2 separate regions of the Rattus norvegicus genome follow, and region 1 is linked to region 2. A link is a contact called in public Hi-C data. All regions are on one chromosome and are shown on one strand. Each heading gives the region's core, a stretch centred on a gene start, on an enhancer-like site or on the middle of the called end of the contact. The rest is flanking DNA. Distances are from core to core; before and after follow the strand shown.

The links. A called contact is a pair of places that touch in the nucleus more often than the background predicts.
Region 1: a Hi-C map of liver shows a contact between it and region 2, with 2.2 times the contacts expected there. The contact joins the promoter of Nab1 here to the promoter of Mfsd6 in region 2. A contact is called at or near these places in 3 of 12 Hi-C or Micro-C datasets (hepatocytes, liver and mammary epithelial cells).

Annotation. Positions count from the first base shown.
Region 1 is chr9:56,543,239-56,548,197 of GRCr8, forward strand. Nab1 (Ngfi-A binding protein 1) reads left to right here and starts at 2,404. Exons shown (of 8, transcript NM_022856.5): 1 at 2,404-2,581.
Region 2 is chr9:56,263,557-56,268,604 of GRCr8, forward strand. It overlaps Mfsd6 (major facilitator superfamily domain containing 6), which reads left to right and starts at 1,596. Exons shown (of 7, transcript NM_001106911.1): 1 at 1,596-2,025.

The DNA of each region.
Region 1 (4,959 bases), core at 1,154-3,653, 280 kb after region 2:
GCTTTCAGGCTTTCTTTTGTTCTCCTTATTTTTGCTGTCTTATAGAAAAGTTCTGGGAACAGAACCATGGTTTAAACTGTGGTTTAACCATGGTTATTTGTGTCCTCAGAACTTAACTTTGGTATTTAATTAACACTAAACAAGACGTACTGGAGAAAATGAGTAACTTAAGCATACAGGTATTTATGGTAAAATCAAACCAGAAGAAACAAAGCGACTGCAGGGTTCTTTTTTAACAAAAGATAATCCAAATGATCTCAAGAAGAACTATTTGTGTTGCCATGTTCTCTTAGAACGGCCTGGGACTGCCTCCAAGGAATTCTGAAACTGTCTAATCTCTCCCAGAGGGCCTTCAGAGAACAACCCCACTCTGTAATTGTCACCTTACAGAATGTATCCCCTCTCCTCCCACTAAGGAATGAGGGAGGTAGAAGACCCTGCACTGAGACCAGGGAGATGGTGCTTAGGGACAGGAGGGAAGGCATGCCACAGAATCAGTGGCTTCTCCTCCAACCTGTCTCGCACACAGGTCAATACCTCAGGCCTGTCCCACGGTCATGATGACTACAGTGTGCCCATAAAGAACCTGATGCCTAAAAGCTTACAATTTTTTCTTTCATTTTCTTTCCTCCCACCACCTCCCCCAGCAACCATGGGGCATTTAAGCAAAGCAAAGTGGGCCCAGAATGCCATTCTTAATGTGGGAAGAACACGCTATCTAATGTGCCCAGAAAATAAACAAGGAAAGACTTAAGTGGTTAGTTGTAGAAAGGACCAGCTCCAGACACATTTCCTTGTCCTTATAGCCTGCAGCACGGCAGAGGTCCACCCCATCAGAGCATAGCATGCTGGTTATGCCAACTGGACTCAGTTCCAGAGAGGGCTGTGTAGCGCAGGTGAGCTCACCAAGTTCATGAGTCACGAGGTTGCATAAAGCTACATGAACACCTCCCCCAGAGGCTTTTCAGAACCAACAATGTTTGCAAGCCATCCGAGTTCCCAATGAGGAATTAGAAGAATTTTATGGATTTCATTAGCCAGCCAAGAAATTGTCTTAGTAGCCCTGACTGTACTTTAACCACCCAAATCTAATTTCTCTTCACTGACCAGGGGCCGCAGCTGCATAAACACTGGCAATTGGAGTGGTGGGAGAAACTTTAGGCAGTGATTTCTTCTGAAGAATTTGAGGAACTAAGCATTTTTATTTAAAATACCAACTATTCTAGACAGGCTCGTCACCGACAGGGAAGATATTTCAGTTTAAATATATATTTAAGTATGTAAATACTTATATATTTTTGTATTTAAGTATATATCTACTCCATTGACATCACTCATTTGTAGAACATGTTTTTACAAAAAGAAGAAAAAAAAGGGTTTATTTAATAAGGTCTTTTTCTTTCAATATTATTATCCCATCCATTGTTGCAACATAAAGATGTGGTTTGAAGAATTTCTTTTCTCAAAGAATGCCTTGTATCCCCTTCAACCAAGTAGGCACACTTTGGGAGGCCAGCCAGTAAGTGGGGACGGCCTACTAGATAAAGCTCTTTTTTTATATGTACATTAAAACAGGATTCTACCTGTATTGCAGTAAGAACACACCATTAAAAGTTGAAATCTTTGCTTTGACACCCCTGTCCCCAAGGAAGGCAAAAACAGATTTAATTTTTTTTTCTAACATTTTGGCAATAGCTTCAGTTTTAGAGGTGCTTTAACACTTTCTTTGGCTAGAAAAGTTTATGCAAACCAAGCTCAAAATTTCTACACCTTGCCTTAAGAATTCTATTTTGACACATTCAAGACAGCACTGATGGTGTCATTTGCCTACAGGAAGACAACGGAGAATAGCCCTTAAAGTAACCCAAGGTTTCCAGACTTAACAAGGATGGCATTAAGTTACCAGGCCAGAGGTTTCCCTCCTCAAACAAGGACCCGGAGAGGGTGGGGACAGGGCGGAGTGGGAGAGGCGGGACAGGCCGCACCTGCGGTTTTGTGTCGCTCCCCCCTCGCCCCCCACTCTCCTGGGCTGGCCGGGTTGCGGGGCTTGGCAGGCAGCATTGTGAGCCGCTCCACAGAAGCCTGCTCCTCCGACCCGCGTGCGCGCCCCCACCCGCGCGCTCTCAGCTGCCGTGGGAATGGGCCACCCTCGGGACCGCGCCGAGCCTCAGCCCCGCCGGCCCCCACCCCCGCCCCGCGGCCGCCCACGCTGGGATCTGCGTCACTCGGCCGCGCGTGGGCGGGAGCCGGAGCGGCGAATGGAGCAAGAGCGGAATCTCCCGATGTGACAGCGCGCGGGGCGGGGCGGGGGCGGCGGAGGTGGCGGGGGAGGGAGAGGGAGAGGCCGAGGGAGGGGCGGCGGTAGAGGCGGAGGGAGGGTGCCCCGGGCCGCCGCCGCCCGCCTCCACCCGAGCCTCCGCCCGCGCGGCCAAGCGAGCGCCGTCGGGGCGGGCGGGGGACAGAGCGCACGCCCACCACGTCCCTGCCCCCCTCGATGGGCGCGGGGGCGTCCCGGCCGCCGCAGCCGCCGCAGGAGCCCGGCAGAGCCGTTGTCGCGGATCGCTCCGCAGCCGCGGGCCGCGTAGGTACCGGGAGGGCCTCGGGCCGGAGCGGGGGAGGGGGGGCACGGACGCCTGGCTCGGTCGGACCAACGCGTCCTGCCAGGCGGGGGACGCGGGCTGGGTGGGGAGGACGCGCTCGCGGGCCCGCGTGGGGTGCCAGCTCCGCGGCGACCGGGGACTTCCTAAAAGTGCCGCTGAGTCTCCGTTTTCTTCCTGTTATCCGCCCCTTCCTACTGTAGTTGTGCTTTCAAAGCGGAAGGAGAGTTTTGCTTGGAAGTGGCTTTCAGAAACTTGGCACCCAGGTGCAGGGGAAGCCGGAGTCGCCGAGCCTTGAGGCTGAGTGGGGAATGTGCAGACACGTGTAGGACAGAGAAGCTTTGGATGCAGGTGTGTGACCTTATGGGGACAGACACCGAAGTACAGTCAACCCGGGAGATCTGCAAGGAGTCTCCCGGGTAGAGCTGGAATTTGCGTTTGTAGGTTGTGCTGACCAAGTTTTGCGGCGGGCGAGCAGCAGGAACCGTGTCCTGGCTCAGGGAGGCTTGGGGAATTTTGGAGTGCCTGCTAATTTACAATTTGATCCGAAAGAGCAGGTTTGGAGTAAGTTGTCACTACCGATTGGTTTGCCAGTGACGTGCCTGCCAACTTTACGGAGTGCAAAGATCAGAATCTCTAAAGAGATTCTAGGATCTCGTTTAAAAATATTTTGGCAGTTTTAATAGTTAATATTAGATTGCATAGGCGCAGAGGAACCGAATTTAAAAATAGATTAGTCACATCCGAAATGGTTCGCTGTTTTGTACACGCAGCGAATTACCCTTTTTAAATATTCACTTTTTGAAAATTCTTTCTTTATACAAATACGTTATGACATTTATAATTTCTCTGCCGGTTTTAAGAAGAGATATTGGAGAGAGGATGTATAGGATCCAATGTATAGGATAGCCAACCAGAGTGGAGGCTCTCTTCCTGAGATTGAAAAGGCTGCTTCACACCCAGCTTCTGTGCCAGCACAAGTGACTTCCATCGAAGGTTTCTTCCTCCAGCTTGCATCTTTTGAGACATTTCATTCTGTTCTTTCATTAAGCTCAAGCAGATTAATAAATATGCTGTTGAGAATTTGTAGACGGGCAGCATGGTCAGCCTTCCTCGTCTCTGTTTCCTGTGTAGATATTGGAACATTACATCTTGAAAGAAAATAATTTCAAGGAGCGCCAGGGATCTAATTTGTTTCTTTTTTCTTTTCTTTCTTTCTTTCTTTTTTTTTTTTTTTTGACTTGACCATCTTTTGCTTAACCTGCCATTCCACTTCTGAGCATACTTTTTCTCTCCTGAGGCCAAGTCTCCTGTATTAGTGGCAGCAGGAACAAACTTATACACACGAAGCACTGTATATTTTACTTCATTCTGGCCCTTAGATGTGAATATGTTTCGGATGACAAATTCCTAAGATTGATATAGATGATACTGAAATTTTTAGTGAGCTATTATAATAATAAACTCCATCAAATAAGTAAATGATTAATCTTGCATAATCTTAACCTAAACTAAAAGTTTTTCTTTTGTTACTGGTTAGTAACAACCATGCCCTGTAGAAGCCTAGGCTTGTCTCCTTGTCATTATTTAAACAATCAGCTAAAGCACTTCCTATCTCTTTTATTTCAACTTTAAGAACATATGGTTTGTTGAAATTAGTACCGTAGATGCTTTGAAAGAAGAATTTGTTTCATACACTCTAGATTTTAAGAGTAAAAAATGGGTGGATAAAAGCAAGTGTGTTAGAGTTTTGTGTTTGGTGATTTAAATCTGTCTTAGAGTTGGGCCCTGGCTATTTCATTGTAATAAACATGTCTTTGTTGCATTTTTTAAAAAGGAAATCTCTAATTTTGACATAATGCAGATGTGTTTTGTATACCACAGGGCCATCATATATTTGCGTTACTTCCATGAAAGTGACCATCTTATGAACAGTTCCAAATGGTGCTAATGTGCAACTCTCTCCCATGCTCATATTTCACTGTGGATCTTATCAAACATAGTAAAGAACAAAAAGCAGCCATTTGAGTATCCTCTAAGGTTGCCAGCTCCTTCGCTGGGGTCTCACTCGTCTCTCGCCTCCTTTTTCTCATCCTTGAGTAGTCATTATAGTAAGTGCAACTTTCCTTTCTGATCTGACACGTTCAATAACTCATATTGTAGTAGGAGATACCCTCATCTTAATAATGGAACAATAGGGAAATTTCAGAAGCCGATGCTGGGAAAAAAAATCATTACTCTTCATCTTGAGAATTCTCAAAGCTAAAACATATCATTAAGCTTTCAAATAATGTGTCATTTTCCAGCACATTACATCTAGGAGCTGTATGTTAATTCACATGGTATGTCAATACTTTTCACA
Region 2 (5,048 bases), core at 346-2,845:
AGTCTAATTTCCCACATCACACAGACTGGTTACCCTATAGGAGGTGAAAAGTGTATGTGATAATGGTGTTGAGTGGCAGATCATGTTTGCTTCATGCATATTTATTTTTTAAAGAGATTTTTATATTATTTTAAAAATTATAAGAAATTTAAATAGGACCCAGGAGATCCTGTAAAAACCGATAAGTTAAAAACATTATGGTTACAGGGGTTGGGGAGGGAATCCCTGCTCTTACAAGGTCAGTAAACCAGCACTTTCTCCTTTGGTGGCCCACGACACTCTTCCCATTTGACACAGATGCCAGCTTTCATTACAGGATGGCTTGGCTTTACTCTTAACATGGAGCTGCTTTTGTAGGTCAGACACTAGAACTTTCTCCTAGGTCCTTTTTCCCTATCACACCTGGGACAGTCAGATCTTCAACCACTTGCTTGCCTTCTTCTCCCCCTCCCCCCTCTCTCCCCCTTCACCCTCCCTTCCCTCCCCCTCTCATTTCCTTAACGGTTGGACAGATCAAGAGAATGCTTTCTTTCTTTTTCATTTCCTTAATGGCTGGACAGATCAGCCAACTGAATACTTGAAGATGTTCATTTCCACATAGTGCAGAGGGCCCTGCTGTCTCCAGGTCACAGCAGAGCAGATCCACCTCCTCAGTACAATTCACCTTTACAATTTTCCTCTGAAACGCTAGCAGACACCCTCTTTGTTTAACTTCTATGTCTCAACATTTCAAGTGGCTTGTCATAATGAAGCTAGGAGTTGACTGTTAGGAACTGGACACCGGGGCTGAGCATGCAGCAACTGGGTACTTAATACTTTTTCATAAAAAGAAGGGCTTCACATTTTGAAGTGTCAGTGCCTATAAAATTCTCTTTAGTAATGTCTCATGATGCGATGCAGAACCTGGATTTTCTTCTACTTGTTAGAGATTTTGAATCTAGCTAACGTTAGGTCTTGTTTTGTTGCTGTAACAACAGATTAACATCGCTTACATCCATAGGATTTGATGGTATGTGAACAATGCTTTCCATACAAGAAGCAAACGTCCCTAAGTGTTAGTTGTCGTTATTACTTTGCTTTGTGAGAACAGGATCTGAATTCTTTGCTCCCTATCCCAGGCACGCACATACGCTTGCCAAACCAAACCTGTATACAACCCACTCGCTTTCAGTATTTAACAAATAATACAGCTTAATTTCTAGTGTAGCACCTGTGGTCAGGTCACTCTTCAGTAAGGTTCCATGTGCAGATGCTGCCTAGGTTCCAGAAGCTCCTAGAGCGAGTACTGTCTGTCTCCCAGCTTTTGTCTGCGAGGTCATCCGAGGATAGTTTACCAAGGCTGTGCCTAGAACCAGGCACCATGCATGAGATCATCGGCAGTGTTAGCTTCGAGGGTGGCACCTATTAAATGCTGTAGAAGTGATGGCTGTCACCACTTCTAGACCAGGTTGCCATTTACTTTGGGCCTCAAGTTCCCTCTGACACCCTGAGTCTATCTCAGGCCTGCAGTGATTAGGGAGTAAAGCAATTCTCAGCCAGAGCTCAATGGGGTGTAGTGGAACTGGGATGGGACATCGCCCACCTCTTCACTCTTCAGGATTTGCCACTCCAGCCCGGCTGGATCCCGGGTCCCCCGGGGCGGCCCCAGAGGGCGGGAGGCCGGGAGGAGGCGGCGGACGCATCCGCCGCCGCAGGAGGCGGAGCGCTGCACCTGGCGCCCGGTCCTCCAGCTCAGCCCTGAAACGGGTCCAGCCGGTCCGGAGCGAGGGAGGCGGCGAAGCCAGGCCTGGGACTAAAGCGGTGAGGAGGTGAGAACCGAAGGTCGCGCGGCGACTGTCACCGCGGTCGCTCGCCCCACCCGACCTGCATCCAGCCGCCGCGCCCGCCGCAACCCCAGGAGAGGAGCAAGCGACCCAACCGACATGCAGCGTTCTGACCCGCCCGCCGCCGCCCCGGCGCCCCGAGCAGCCGCTCCGCACCCCGGGGACAGGGCTCCTCGCGCTCCCCGCAGCTGAGCGCCGCTAGGTGAGTGGGCCGGAGGCCCCCGGATCCTCTTCCGTGCACCTGCCGCGGGGTGGACGCCGCCCGGGCCCGGAGCCTCAGCGCCTATCTCGCCCTCCCGGGCGCCGCCTGTCATCTCGGGGTGCAGGGCAGCGGCGTTCCCCGTGCCCGCAGCACTTCCGTAAACGTAATTGGAGTCGGGGAAAACAAAGGCGCTGCCCGGGAGCCCTCGGCCGCCGCCCGCAGCTGCTGCAGAAGGTGGTGGTGGGGGCGCGGGTGGGCTCCGCGGGCGCCCGTCTGAATCCGATCCCACCGTCGCCTTGGAGGTAAACATCCCTGGGACAAAGGGGGAGGCTAGGGTGTCCCCAGGGCCCATGCCTGGGATGTGACCCCCTGTGTAGCAGGAGGAAACTGACATTGTCAGCCTCCCACGGAAACAAACACGGGGAGTGGTACACCTCTTTCCCCGGCTGCTACCTCCTTAGAGAAATGCCTCACGGCACGCGTGGGCTGAGCACTGAGCTTCAACTCAGGGATGGGTCCCTTGCTTCACGGAGACTACCAGGTACCTGAAGAATTCAGATGTAGCCCCTCCTCCTCTCTTTGCCCCTCCCCACGTGGTCTTGCAGGTGGAATATCATCCTTAAGCCTGGCTCGCTGTGCATTTTGCTTCTCCTATGCCTGCGAAACCACAAACATTTCCTTTCATCAAAAAACATTTAATAAGCACTCCTACACCCTCTGGGATGTATGATACCTGTCAATCCATCGTAGAAATAGCCTTGTGGAGTTGAAGTTTCAACTCCCAGTCTGTGCCTAAATAGTTTTGTGTCCTTGGTTTGTTGTTACATCATCCCAGGCTGCAGTTTTCTCACACATAGTAAAGAGATGGGCGGATAGTAAGTCAAATCTTCAACCTTTCTGGAAGTTCACGATATTGTGTGACATTAATTGTGTTGAAAGTAAGCGGCATACAGTTGGTGTGATAGCAGCAGCACGCTATAAGCTATTTGGTAGGTCCTTGAGAGCATCGCTTCGTTGAGCCCAGGCACTAGCCAGCTAAGGGTGTATGCATTATTGATGGTCTATGAAGAAAAGGAGGAGGATAGAATCCTTCGCATTGAGAAGCCTGACTCTTGACACCCAATGCTTGTCATTAGCATAGGTGGAAGATTTTTTCATTTAATTGGTGATGAATAAGGGTGAATGGGCCTTTTCACTGGGTGTGAGTAAAAATTCACAACACTTAAAAAGATTGCTTAGGAAAAGGTTGAGAACATTGTTAGTGAGCTGAGTGCTAACCACACCTGGAAAGAAAAAAAGGGTCTAATTTTAAGAATGAATCAAAACTATTAAATATTTTACAGTAGCTTGTTTCCCAGGCTGTCTCTTTCTCAAGGTAAATATAAAACAAGAAGGCAGACTAAAAAAACAAAACAGCACATGTTTGGTGGTCTGGGTATTGAATCACCAATTCTATTCATCATATATACATACATGTACATATATGTTTACACATGTTTGTATACATAGCATATCATATATAACTTCTGCATTATCATATAGTAATATGGCAATTTTGGAATTCTTATGTTTTTAAAGGCACCATTCTGAAGTTAGTTTCCAAATCTCTGTACTAATGTCTAATTTTATGCACCATGAAAAAGAAGCTCAGAGAAGTTATGCAGCTTCGACCAACCACACATTCAATAAGAGGTGGAGTTAGAACTGACCTGCCCCTCTGGCCCCAGACAAAGCACAGGGAACTTCCAGATGGCATTCCTCCCAGACGGGGACCTATTCCACCTACACTGAAGCTTTCCTTTGCTTCTTGCCTTTGAAAGTCAACGTGTATGTATTACACATGGTAGCATTTACCATGCAGAATGATCTATATATATTGATGATGTATATAAATTAGTGAATGTTTAATATTTTTACCATTTTGAACTTACAGGAAATGTAAAATATGAATTGAGTGTTAGACCAATAGGTTCTTATGATTACTTCTGGTCTTTTGTAAACCTTTCGAGTTCTCACTGCAGAGAAATAATGAAGTGCAATGCCTGTGTGTGCTAGCTGGCTTAAGAAAACTCAAAGGACATTAAGTGAAAAGGCTGCAGACCAGACTTATATACATTTACTTAAACACCAGGATGGACACATATCTAGGTCCTTGTTCTCTGTTGACTGTAGTTACCTTAAGAAAGTGGGAGGGCTAGAGATACAGGGATAATTTTTCTTTTGACTTTAGAAAGTTAGATTTAGGTTAAAAAATTGGAAAAGTATATGTTCTTTTATTATATAAACTAAAAATGGAAAAGAAGAAAGGAAAATATTTACTGAAGAGAAAACTGGGGGTGTCTAACCACAATATACAGTGGGGTTTTTGTTTTATTTTTGTTGTTGTTGTTTTGTTTTTGTTTTTTATTTGGAAAGTAAGAGGGGGTCAGGGGTAGGTGCAGAGTCAGATGACCTACTGTTCCCTTTTCTGGCCATAACTGTGACATAATCTACAGCTTGCTGGGTTTCCTGCAAGAATACTTTAGTGCACAGGCTTTCCACTAAGTCTAGGCTGGGATGCCAGAATTCATTTTTTTCTGTCTGGTCTTGCTTATAACTGCAAGCAGGGAGACATTTTTTTTCTCGGTAGAGTAAGTTGATAGGAATTAGCTTACTTGCTGTGTCATCTCAGGAAAATATAGCATTATAGATGACTTCAGGTTTATGTTGTGTCATTTCAGGAGCAGCACATTATCATTAAGTTTAGTCTGATGTACACATGTATTTAGTAACACTAAGTACAGTTCCACAAGTCTTTCTATTTCTGTGTAAACATAACCAAAATTAATGTGTAGAATTTTAAAAAGTCAATACATTTTTCTGCTCAGAATTAGAAACTCAAAGCAAAGTACATTCAGACTTAAGATACAAGACAACACACCACTTCATATGTGAAGAGAATCCGAATTGTCTTGGTCCATTAGAATGCAATGCTATTATAATGCAATGTGGCAGAAGAGGTCCTTGTAAAGTTCCTTTGTAGA